Linked DNA regions of Gasterosteus aculeatus: region 1 is linked to region 2. The links are chromatin contacts, called in public Hi-C maps. All regions are on one chromosome and are shown on one strand. Each heading gives the region's core, a stretch centred on a gene start, on an enhancer-like site or on the middle of the called end of the contact. The rest is flanking DNA. Distances are from core to core; before and after follow the strand shown. Region 1 has its middle 37 kb from the start of mdfi. Region 2 holds the start of mdfi (MyoD family inhibitor).

Region 1 (5,013 bases), core at 1,934-4,433, 38 kb after region 2:
GATGATCACTTAACGTTTAATTTAGAATCATCATCAAGCCAAATTTGAATATTTTTTACAGGGTGTAAGACATACAACTATTGACATAGCTGTCAGCCTCAGCTTTACTTTGCTTTTAGTGCTAATTTGCAAATATTTGCATGCTCTGAAGTTCTTGTACTTTGCACGACTAAAACTATCAACACAGCTAGGCAGTGCAAGGAGAAAGGGGGAGGTTTGTATTTTTGGGGGATTTCATCGTCCTCATAAATGTGTTTTAACATTTACTGGCTTCAGGCTGATCTAATCTGCTACAGCATTCCAGAGTGGCTCTGTTTCAGACCTACTGTGATTAAATGTATCTCAGAACGTCTTGTGTCTGAGACGGAGACTGAGCATCTGAACTTCTGACTTGATGAGTCACGAGCCCCACTCCATTATCAGCCTAACAGAGGCCAGAACGCCACCAGCAGGCTGCAGCTATCTCCATGTCTTATCTGTTTCTGTGACAGGTGGGAATGAGGCTGCTCTCAGTTGCCGGCCTTGCACCAGTTCTCCTCGGACGGGACCGTTAGATTGGGTGGTGTCAGTTGAGATAGGGGTAGGAGGCAGCTCTGCAGACAGCTGGTAATGATGTCCTCTCACACACTGCACCCTGTGGATAATGGCTGTGGCGAGGGCCGCTGCGTGGATTGAGATGAAGCAGAATAGTTGGCGTAACCGAATCTTGGGTGCAACCGCCTGAACAGTCTTGTCTAGTCATCTATCTCTCTTTCTAGGCTACCACGGGTAAGTCAGTGTAGCGTGCAGCTCATTTCACACTGTGATTCTCTTTCTCCTATCTAGATCTGCTAGCTGCCAGGTTGAGTTTAGAGGAACACAATTAAGTATTTTTTCCAGATGTGATGTTAAAGGATCTGATTTCCAGTGGAAGGAGTTCCACTTGGCTTCAGATACAGTTCGGAAAAAATATTAATAATGGGGTGAGAATATATACACTTCTAGTATCTGAATTTTGATTTTCAAAATCCTATACTCCAAAAGAATCATGTAAATCTAACATCTAAATCTTTTTTTTTAACAGACGACCATGCTATGGCTGATAATGGCACCACACCTGTCAGTATTCTTCTTATGAATTTTCTTTGTGCCCTCTCTGTGTGACAGCAAGGAGCAGAGCTAAGATGTCAGCTGCTTCATGGACGAGGACATCATGGAGACCCCAGAGCCAAATAGCTCTATTAGAGAGCACAGCTACTCCTATACCACTGATGGCAAATTTACTGGTTGGATGGAGATATTTAAAGGTGGACAGAAACACACACACACACTCCTTGAACAATGCATCATGTCCTCAGTTAAGCCTGGCTGCCTGTGTGTCCTTTTGAGTGTGCATATGTGTGAGTTTCCTCTGTTGGGCCCTGCAGTGGACAGTGCTGACCTGTTAGGGAAAAGAGAGAAGGAGAAGGGGAGAGGAAAAGCCAATTAAAGGAAAGATCACTTGTACGTCTGCTGGAGTGTCTCTGAGAGCCTCTCACGGTTAACCTTTCCAGCTGGAGAGTGAGAAAACGAGAGGGGAACGAGGGAGAGGATGGAGAGGAAAAACCGGCCAGGGAGATCAGGCGTTTCGACTTTAATGGTCCCTCAGTGTTAGAGTGAGGCTGGTTAATTTGGCTTTCCTTCTCTGGGTGCTGCAGGGTTTAGCTTCTGTCAGGCCAGTGTTCTGCCGGGAACTTATGCAGGAATAATAGGCCACATTTATGTGAGGTGTGTGTGTGTATAAAAAAGTGTGTGCTAGCAAGGTAGATATTTGGGCATTTTCCCTTCCTTAGTACTTGAATTGATTTTTCACTTCACCTAAGGAGATAAAAACAGTCAATATCAAAAGTGAACGACATTTGACATCTGCCTTTGTGAGTGTGTGTGAGCAAGCACCAGTGTTTGGTATGAGCTCTGTATGCATTTGTAATTGTGAATCCAAGAGTCTGTGCCATGCATCACAGCAGCTGAAGACAACACAAATTGGGGCCAAATTAATGGGTGGGTGTGAGTGTATAAGTGTGTGTGTGCGTGTGTGTGTAATTGGGGGGCAGGGTTGCGACTGACAGTGTGTGGCAGCATAAATTGGGGTTAGATTAATGGGATGCAGATCTGCCTCTGTGCTCTGACCCTCGTCAGGGCAGAGATGAGCTGTGTGTCTCAATTAACCTCGGCCGCACACGGGAAGCCTATGTACAATCACACACATACACGCACATAATTCCAGACGCTACTGACAACAGTGCGCCGATGCACAATATATACAGATATGATCGATCTACAGCTCAGTCTTCTCAGTCAAAGATCTCCAACAAATACTATGCATTAAGAAACATGCTTGTTTAGAAGTACATTTTAAATATGTGCATGTTTTAATTTGGGTTTTGTGGAGTATACCGTTGTGGTATCAAGGAAGTAAAGAAGGACCAGAAGCTTGATGTATCTCCTCCTCGAATTGTATGCATGGCATGTAGATCCCTGCAGTGCTGCCAGAATGATTGCAATTAAAGGAATCCCTCCTTCTACCCTCCTCCACCTCTTCACACACACATATACACTCTTGCTGTCACACGCACACACACACACACACACACACACACACACACACACACACACACACACACACACACACACACACACACACACACACACACACACACACACACACACACACACACACACACACACCTCTAGTCCTCCCTCTTCCATTGAGGGCGACTGCCGCTGGTGTGAAGCTAAACCACCCAGACTGAAGTGGTCTTAATCAAGCTAGAGAGTCACAAATATCTTTCTACCCTTCCGTCCCTCCTTCACTGTCTGCTGTCTTTCACTTAATCATTCACTTTCTCTCCTTCTGCCTCCCTCTTCCTAAACACACAGAAGATTGAAATGAAGAAAGAACAATATAGGAACACAGCCTTTGTGTTTGCTTTATGAATCCCAAAGATGTAAATCTATGTAGGATATAATGTAACACTTGTCTTAATAGATTATAATAGGCAGCAGGGGCGGTTCAATGGTTATTGTTGCCGAATTTCAATAGATGGAAAGACTAAATTGTTGCTGTTTTTATCTCAAACACACCATCAGCAATGGTGTTGTGGACAGCTGTGTGGCAACTCTATTAAGAAGTGAAATGAAGGAGTCAGTCTTAATGGGTCGAATGGAAAGACATTGCTCCTCCCAATGGCAAGATGCAGCACTGCATGGGGGTGAGAGAAACATATTAATAGAGGCACTGAAGTAAATTAAAGGAATTCAACTTAACCTCTTTGTTTTGGCAGACAAAATGTAGGACAGTAACAAAAAAAGAAAAAGATTAAAGGGAAAGACATGAACTAAAATTATAAAACAGGTCACCTTTCACACTTTCAATGGCTAAATTCTGACGGGGAGTAGCACAGCAAAAAGATGTATATTATGACACCAAAGATAGTGAAAGAGAGAGTGTGTGTGTTGCTTTCGTTCTCTCTGTTTCTCTGTGGCTGTCACGCTCACTGGCCCAGATGTTTGCTAATTACCACCAATGTTAAAGACGCTTTTCATCTGAGTGATTAAATAATCAAATAATTAATTCATTAAGCAGGGGCTTGCACTGCCTCTTGTCTCTGTTATACCGTCTGCCAGGGTGAAGAAAAGAGTAGAAGAGCTGCAGGAGAGTGGGAAGTACGCTGCCGGGAGACAAGGAAGGGTCCAAATGACAAGACAGGAAGACAGCATGTCTTCCAAAGGTGTCGGTAAAGTTATAAAATAATTGATCACAAATACCCATGTATTTAGCAATTTTAGCCTAAGCAGTCTGTGGTGGCAGAGAGAAGGAACGCGGAAGCTAAAAGCCTTTATCAAACAGATTAGACTGCAATAACAGTGCCAAGGAGCTCTCACACCATAAAATGGTCATCCTGTCAAAGCCCAAATGCACAACTGAGCCTCTGTATTTATATGTTTCATTATCTTCCATGGAAAATTAAATTAAACAAAAGCCAAATGCAGTGGAAGAAAAGCTTCATCTACGTGTAGGAGTGTGTTAAAGATGGAGAAAGATCATCTCTCATTACTTGGAGAGAACATTGCAGTGTGTTACAGAGTCAGACCAGACAGATAGATGGAGCAGAGATATGAGCCGATGGGGGCCAGCAGGAATGAGAGACACAGAGGGATGAAGAGAGGGACAAAGATGTTTCATCATATTTCCACTGGTGTACCACCACCTTCAAACAAAGCCCTCATACACATACGCACACACACATCCAGGCTTTCGCAGCGCTCATTTTAAACACTCCTTTAGCCATAATCATTTTCATATAATTCACTTTCATACAATTCCTTCTCCTAATCATTATCAGGCCCACTAACGTCTTAATGACTTCATAAATTTAAGCTATAAAAAGTAATGGAGAAAGACAAATGAGATAATTAGGAATAAATCTTAGTGGAAAGCCATTTATCAAAACATGGAGAGGCCCTGAATATTCCCCACCATTAGGCTTTGCTGTAATTAACACGGGCTCTCAGTTATGAAGGAAACCTGGTAGCAGAGATATTAAGATCCAAAAGCCTCACTGTTATTAAATTGACCGATGAATCTGCGACGTATAATATGATGTGGATTATTAGGATCCTTTTTAATTAAAAAGAGCGTTAAGATTTTTTTTTTTATATATTTAAATTTTTAACGCTTTAATGGTGGCTTGAACTCATCTCTCTGTGGTTATGGGGCAATGAGACGGAGAGAGCAAGAGTAAAAAAGGGAAGAGAATGAAACAGAGGGAGAAACTAAGCGAGTGAGTGAATAAGTATGCGTCTGCATGTCTGTGTTTGTGTGTGTGTGTTTGGGGGGCGGGGGCAGCAGCAGCGCAGGGAAAAGCAATATCTTTCGTTCGTACTTTCATACTCTCCTTTGGTGGAGACCATGTAAGTACATGAGGGGAAACGGCGTTCTAATTTAACAAACTCCAAACTAATGCACATATGGACTAATGCATATACAGACAA
Region 2 (5,335 bases), core at 450-2,949:
GACCACTATTCATTGGCCTGTCTGTTTCAGATGAGTCATTGTTCACATAAATTGAACACAGCGTCATCCGGTTGTGTGTAAAAAAGGAAGCCTGTCTCAGAAAACGCCTCAGATGATTTGCTGGTGTGAATTATCTCATGTCCGTGTCACGCCCCCCAAACATCACTCACAGAGAACACGCTCATCAGACACAACCTCCAGGTGTCAACATGGCATGAGCCAACAAGGCCTGTCGGTCATGTGCTGCATTCCTTTTGTTTGTCATATCAACAACGTAAGACTATTGTCAATATTAACCTCTATAAAGTTAGAAAAGAGAAAAAATATTAAAATATAAATATGTTTTAAAAATTAGACAAATAGGCTCATTGTGATCATTATTTTCGCCCATTGACTTACACTAAATTAGAAAATGACATAGCATGGAGTGTTTTTCGTGTATGTGATAGAGTTGAAATTTATGTTATGGGTTGAAAAGTGGTACCAAGCCTCTTAAAACATGAATACCGGGTATTTTTATACACAAACCTCTGGAAACAAGGATGTTTTCAGTGAATGATGCGACTTTGGTTTCAGTAACTTTTGACATAAAAGTTACCATTTTCTGAAAACATCTGACTGATTTCAATGGCAAATAGGATACAAGGTGGGAATGTGCTTTGCAGTTTCTTTTGGAATCGCTGTTGAATGCATAATTACTAAAATGAGGATGAATCATGACCTTGTTTGGGCTTGTACTGAGACATTAAAAGCACTTGTGAGCACCAGAATGAAAGAAGAAAATATTCCCACAGTGAGTCACAAAAACCTGTGCAAGGTAAGTGTTTTCCCAGTTTCTTTAAAGTCGGGATAATTAAAAAGAAACAGCATCGGCTGTCAAAAAGCATATGAACCCTTTTCCCCTGCAAACACCTGAAGTCATAATGTTCATGTAGGAGATAAAAATACCTACCTTTTACCTGTTACCTGTTTGTGTATTCATTGCATGACAAATAACTTGACGTTGACTTCTTGTTACAAATGGGGAACCAACAGCGGTTTCGTGGCTGGAAGATTGCTAGTTGTTATATGACTTCAGAGCTTCATGATCTCCAGGTAATTAAATAGAGAATGCAATGATTACTCTATGCAAACTGAATATAATGTTTCTCTGGTTGGTGCTTTGAAATAGCCACCAGGTGGCCATGGTAAGACAGGCCTTCTGCCAGTGGAGGTAGTCCAACTTGACCAAGGTGGCTGCTGACTTGTGTTCGGCCCAGACCTCATAGCAGAGAGAACATCTGGAGGTTAAGCCGACGTCACAGGCCTTGGTGAAATGTTTGACTCCCTTGTGTGCCGCTAAACTCAAAGATTTAGGTGGTGCATTTAGGAAGAGCTAGAGTTTTCATTCTTGGAATACTTTTTTTCAGTAGTACTGAAGATGCATGGTTGACTAATGAGAAAGTTATACTGGCTATTTTGACTATATCACATCCACAGAACAACCGCTTTGGTTACTTATGGTATTTACGCCAGTGGGGATTAAGGCCTCCCTCTGTGAATACAGTTTAGGACAACGGGGAAACATTTGCAGCCCTGTGTGAAATTGTTTCTATAACTGAGCACCACAGATATGCTACATAGTATATGAACAATTGTTCCATTGTTCTCTTCTCTATTATCAGGGACAAAACATGTGGTTCCTGGGCTCATGATTCTTAATGAAAGCTTCCCTGTGTCAGGGCTGTGCCTGGTTCGGGTTAACGGGGATAATTATATGTCAGTATAGTTCAGCCCAACTAGTTTGTAGCCTGGAGGAAACACAATCACTGCTGACTGTCGTTTCCTGTCCAATAGCTGCAGCACTAAAGTCTGAGGGAAAGTATAGCGCGAGAGAAGGGAGAGGAGAGATCGAGTAGCCTGTACAGGACGGATAGATAGATAAAGGTTTAAAAGCATTTCGGGACGGTGGTGTAGCCTTTAAGACTTTGTTCGCAGAAAAACAAAGGGAAGTGGAGAAGCCCTGCAGCGCAGACAAAGACTTAGTCAGCGAGCTGCCTGCAGAGACACACTAACTTACCCAACATCTGGTCTGCTGGAGGACGATCCGCACAGAGAAACTTTTGGAGGCGGAGAGAGAACTATCTTCGCAGGACAAATATGCATTGAATTGGGCGTTTTTGGGCACCCCCATGAGCCGAAAAGAGATTAGGTGCTCGTGTGAGGTGTCGATAGTGGAGGGATAGAGGACAGAAAGGGTCTCCGGGGGCAAGAAGTCCACCCGCAGCGGCCAGAGAATGAATTAGCCGAAAGGTCGGCTGCACCGTTTCCCAGCCAGAGAGAAGGTACGATCTTCTTCTTTGTTTCTGTGCGTTTGTTTTAAATAACGCGATTTATTCTGCGCGATCTAGGCAGAATAAGTATCGCAACACAGCTGAGCTGGGTCTGAGCACGCAGCGACCCGTTAAAGCAAAGCTGGGTGCAATACAGTTAAACAGAATAGCTTGCGGTAAAGTTTATGCTTTCTTTCTTCTCTTGAAATGGACACTTATTGCTATAAAAAAAGTCTACACGAAATCCAAGCTACAAGTGTGGCATTGTTAATGTGATCGGTGCAAAGTCTATTTTTTCTTTCCCCTAAATATGCACCGTTTACCTTTTCAAAGATTAACACTACGCCCACTATAGTTATTTTATTATGTGAATCGATTTTTATGAAATCGTTCAACTTCGCATCAAGCAAAAACTCAACTCAATATGTCAATTATTTGGGGGGCAGCGAGTACGGAACGAAGCAACGGGAGCGCGCAAACAGCTGTCCAGCTGAGACTCTGGCATTGATGGCGCGCGCCAAACACACTTTGGCACGTGACACACTCAATTAGTTCCGTGTTAATGAGAAGAGAACGTGCCCGCGTGCTCGCTTCCGCCTGCACGTCTCCAGATGGAACCCACGTGACCTCATTACGGGGACGTAAGTCTAAATGTCGCTTAGCAACCATTTAGTAAGAACTCAGTCTGGGGCCAAAAAGATTCACACAAAATAACATTTTGTTATAATTTAAGCATTAGATTCATGCTTACACTTTAATTATCATCATCATCATCATCATCTAAATACTTGAGGAATGTTTAGTATTCCACTTGAATGTCCATCTTGGAAAATAAAAAGTCAACTCTTGATTGGGAGTTTTTTTTACTTGTTGAATATCAACAATACTGTGTGTTTTCATTTTAATTTAGTAGTGATTTGCAACTACAAATACAACATACGTTCAAAGAGTTTAAACCGTGTGGATTAAAAGTAGATTATGATCAGGCACATCCATTGTTATACCACTGTTTTAGGAAAGCATCTTTCTTTAGTGAATTGACAGCTAGACGTGATTCATGCTGGTTCAAGTTGTGCTTATAAGAATAATAAGAAGATAATATGAAGCGTTTCACATGACCCACGATGACATCAATGTAATAATATTTTCGGCTATGTCCACTCTCTGCTTCAGGCTCACTCCTTGGCCCCTCCACCTCCTGCCATAAGAGCCAGGCCTACGCCCATGGATGAGGAGAGGACTGCCCCTGCCATCTCCCCACAGCCACCTGATGAGGGGGACCCCAGTCCATCCGCCCCACAACCTGAAACACACGCAACCTTAACAGACGTGAGATCAAACGAACCCCCGAGCCAAAAGCCCTGTCCCAGTCCAGGTAAGAAAGAGTTTGCAAAAACAGACCCACTCAAACTGCTCTTACAACTCATTAAACCTCCTTTGTTTTATTGGTGTGTCTGTGTGTAAGCGTGATTGCCTCTAAAAAGTTAGACAGAAAGTTCTTATCAAGAGTTTATTATAAAAGAATAGAATAGAAAAAAATAGAAGCTAGCTGATTTATTCAGAAAAAGGGGCCTCTTACGTAAACCTTATTCTAGTTTTAGCCAATACGTGAGTGAGTATACAGCTGGAGGCAACATATTTTCCTTTCTTTTCAAGCTGTGGGAGACCTTTTAACCACCCAAAAGAAGAGAAAAGTTCATTCACCTTTGTGAAAGGTTGATGTTAGTTTTCCTAAACGGAATAGTCTTGAGTCATTGTTATGTTTAAAACTTTACTCACAGGTAATTACTAAACGCTAATGGCAGACTCAGAATCAGAGTTCCAGTGACTCCCACTTGGATGATTTAAGGGGTCAGGACCAATGCAGCGCTGTGGAGCGACCACAATGAGACTGCTGGGAATTGAGAAATGACCCTTCCCCTTTGTGTTATTGGTCATGGGAAGGGTTGACTGGCACTGAGGTGGGAATCAGGGAACATTAACCGACTCAAGGCAGTATTATGCCTGAATGACTCATCCAGGATCAGCCAAAATGAGTGCAGTTGCCTGAACATTTAGTAAAGGAACTAAAACCAGTCCGGACAGCATTGACCGCAGACCCAAGTGCAGATCTAATGGCTCGTTTCCACCGAGCGGTACGGTACGGGTCGGTACCCTTTTATTTGTGTCTCCACTGCCAAAAGTTGAGAATAGTACCAAAAATCCGAACCGTACCGTACCACTTTTTGGGTACCCTTCCGTTGGGGTACCTGGCACAGTTGTTTGGTACTAAAGGGTGGGGCTAGACTCACTGCAGAACGTTGATTGGTTGAAAGAGTGTTGTCATTTGTGCGTGCCGCAAGGGGAAAGACAACACACGAGCAGCCATTTTTAAACTACTTAAGTGGCTTGTTTCAATGGGAACCTGCCTCTAAAACTCCCAATGGTTATGGAGCTTTTTTTAATGCTTTGTTTGTTTTTTAAAAAGGCAAGTCTGAACCCAATCTATTTTGATTACTGTGCCGAATGTGCAACAGCATAGAATCCACACGCGTACATCTGTGTTCTCCGCACACTGTGGTTCACCACGATGAGTGTAAGTACAGCATGAGATTTAATGATGATACCTCTGCGAAGACTTTTAGAGTTATTAAACTGTAGGTTTGCGCCTGGACATGTTGCTGTGGCTGTGCTGCATTCACCTGTGCTTGCACCTCGGGAAGCCAACACAAAGTACAACTGTGGCTTCTCCCACTAAAGTCAGACGCCTTGTCTGGCTGGCTGGTATAATTTGTGTGTGTGTGTGTGTGTGTATGAGTGTTTGTGTGTATGCTGACGGTAGGTAGGTGAGCCAGGGTGGAGAGGAGAAGATTGGTCAGGCTACCACTGAGGTTAACAAGGCGCTGCTTTCAGCGCTGTGCTTCACCCCCACCCATCGCTCTGCCTCCAGAGAGCAGGGTTTTGGAGCAACACAACAGGCTCATGTATAGATCTGACTGAGGCTGGAATCTTTTTGCCAATTTTCGCCGAAGGATGTCTTTTAT

Evidence for each region. A called contact is a pair of places that touch in the nucleus more often than the background predicts.
Region 1: a contact with region 2 is called in a Hi-C map of skeletal muscle, with 6 times the contacts expected there. The contact joins the enhancer-like site here to the promoter of mdfi in region 2. A contact is called at or near these places in 5 of 6 Hi-C or Micro-C datasets (liver, skeletal muscle, tail fin and 1 more).

The regions. Positions count from the first base shown.
Region 1 is chr17:12,189,953-12,194,965 of fGasAcu3.hap1.1, forward strand. No RefSeq gene overlaps it. Among protein-coding and RNA genes, the nearest start is that of mdfi, 37 kb to the left of the region's middle. Within about 2 kb of position 3,184, at least 2 of the 9 cell types and tissues checked have open chromatin away from gene starts, as enhancers often do.
Region 2 is chr17:12,153,640-12,158,974 of fGasAcu3.hap1.1, forward strand. It overlaps mdfi (MyoD family inhibitor), which reads left to right and starts at 1,700. Exons shown (of 5, transcript XM_040204596.2): 1 at 1,700-2,324; 2 at 3,486-3,687. The coding sequence starts at 3,537.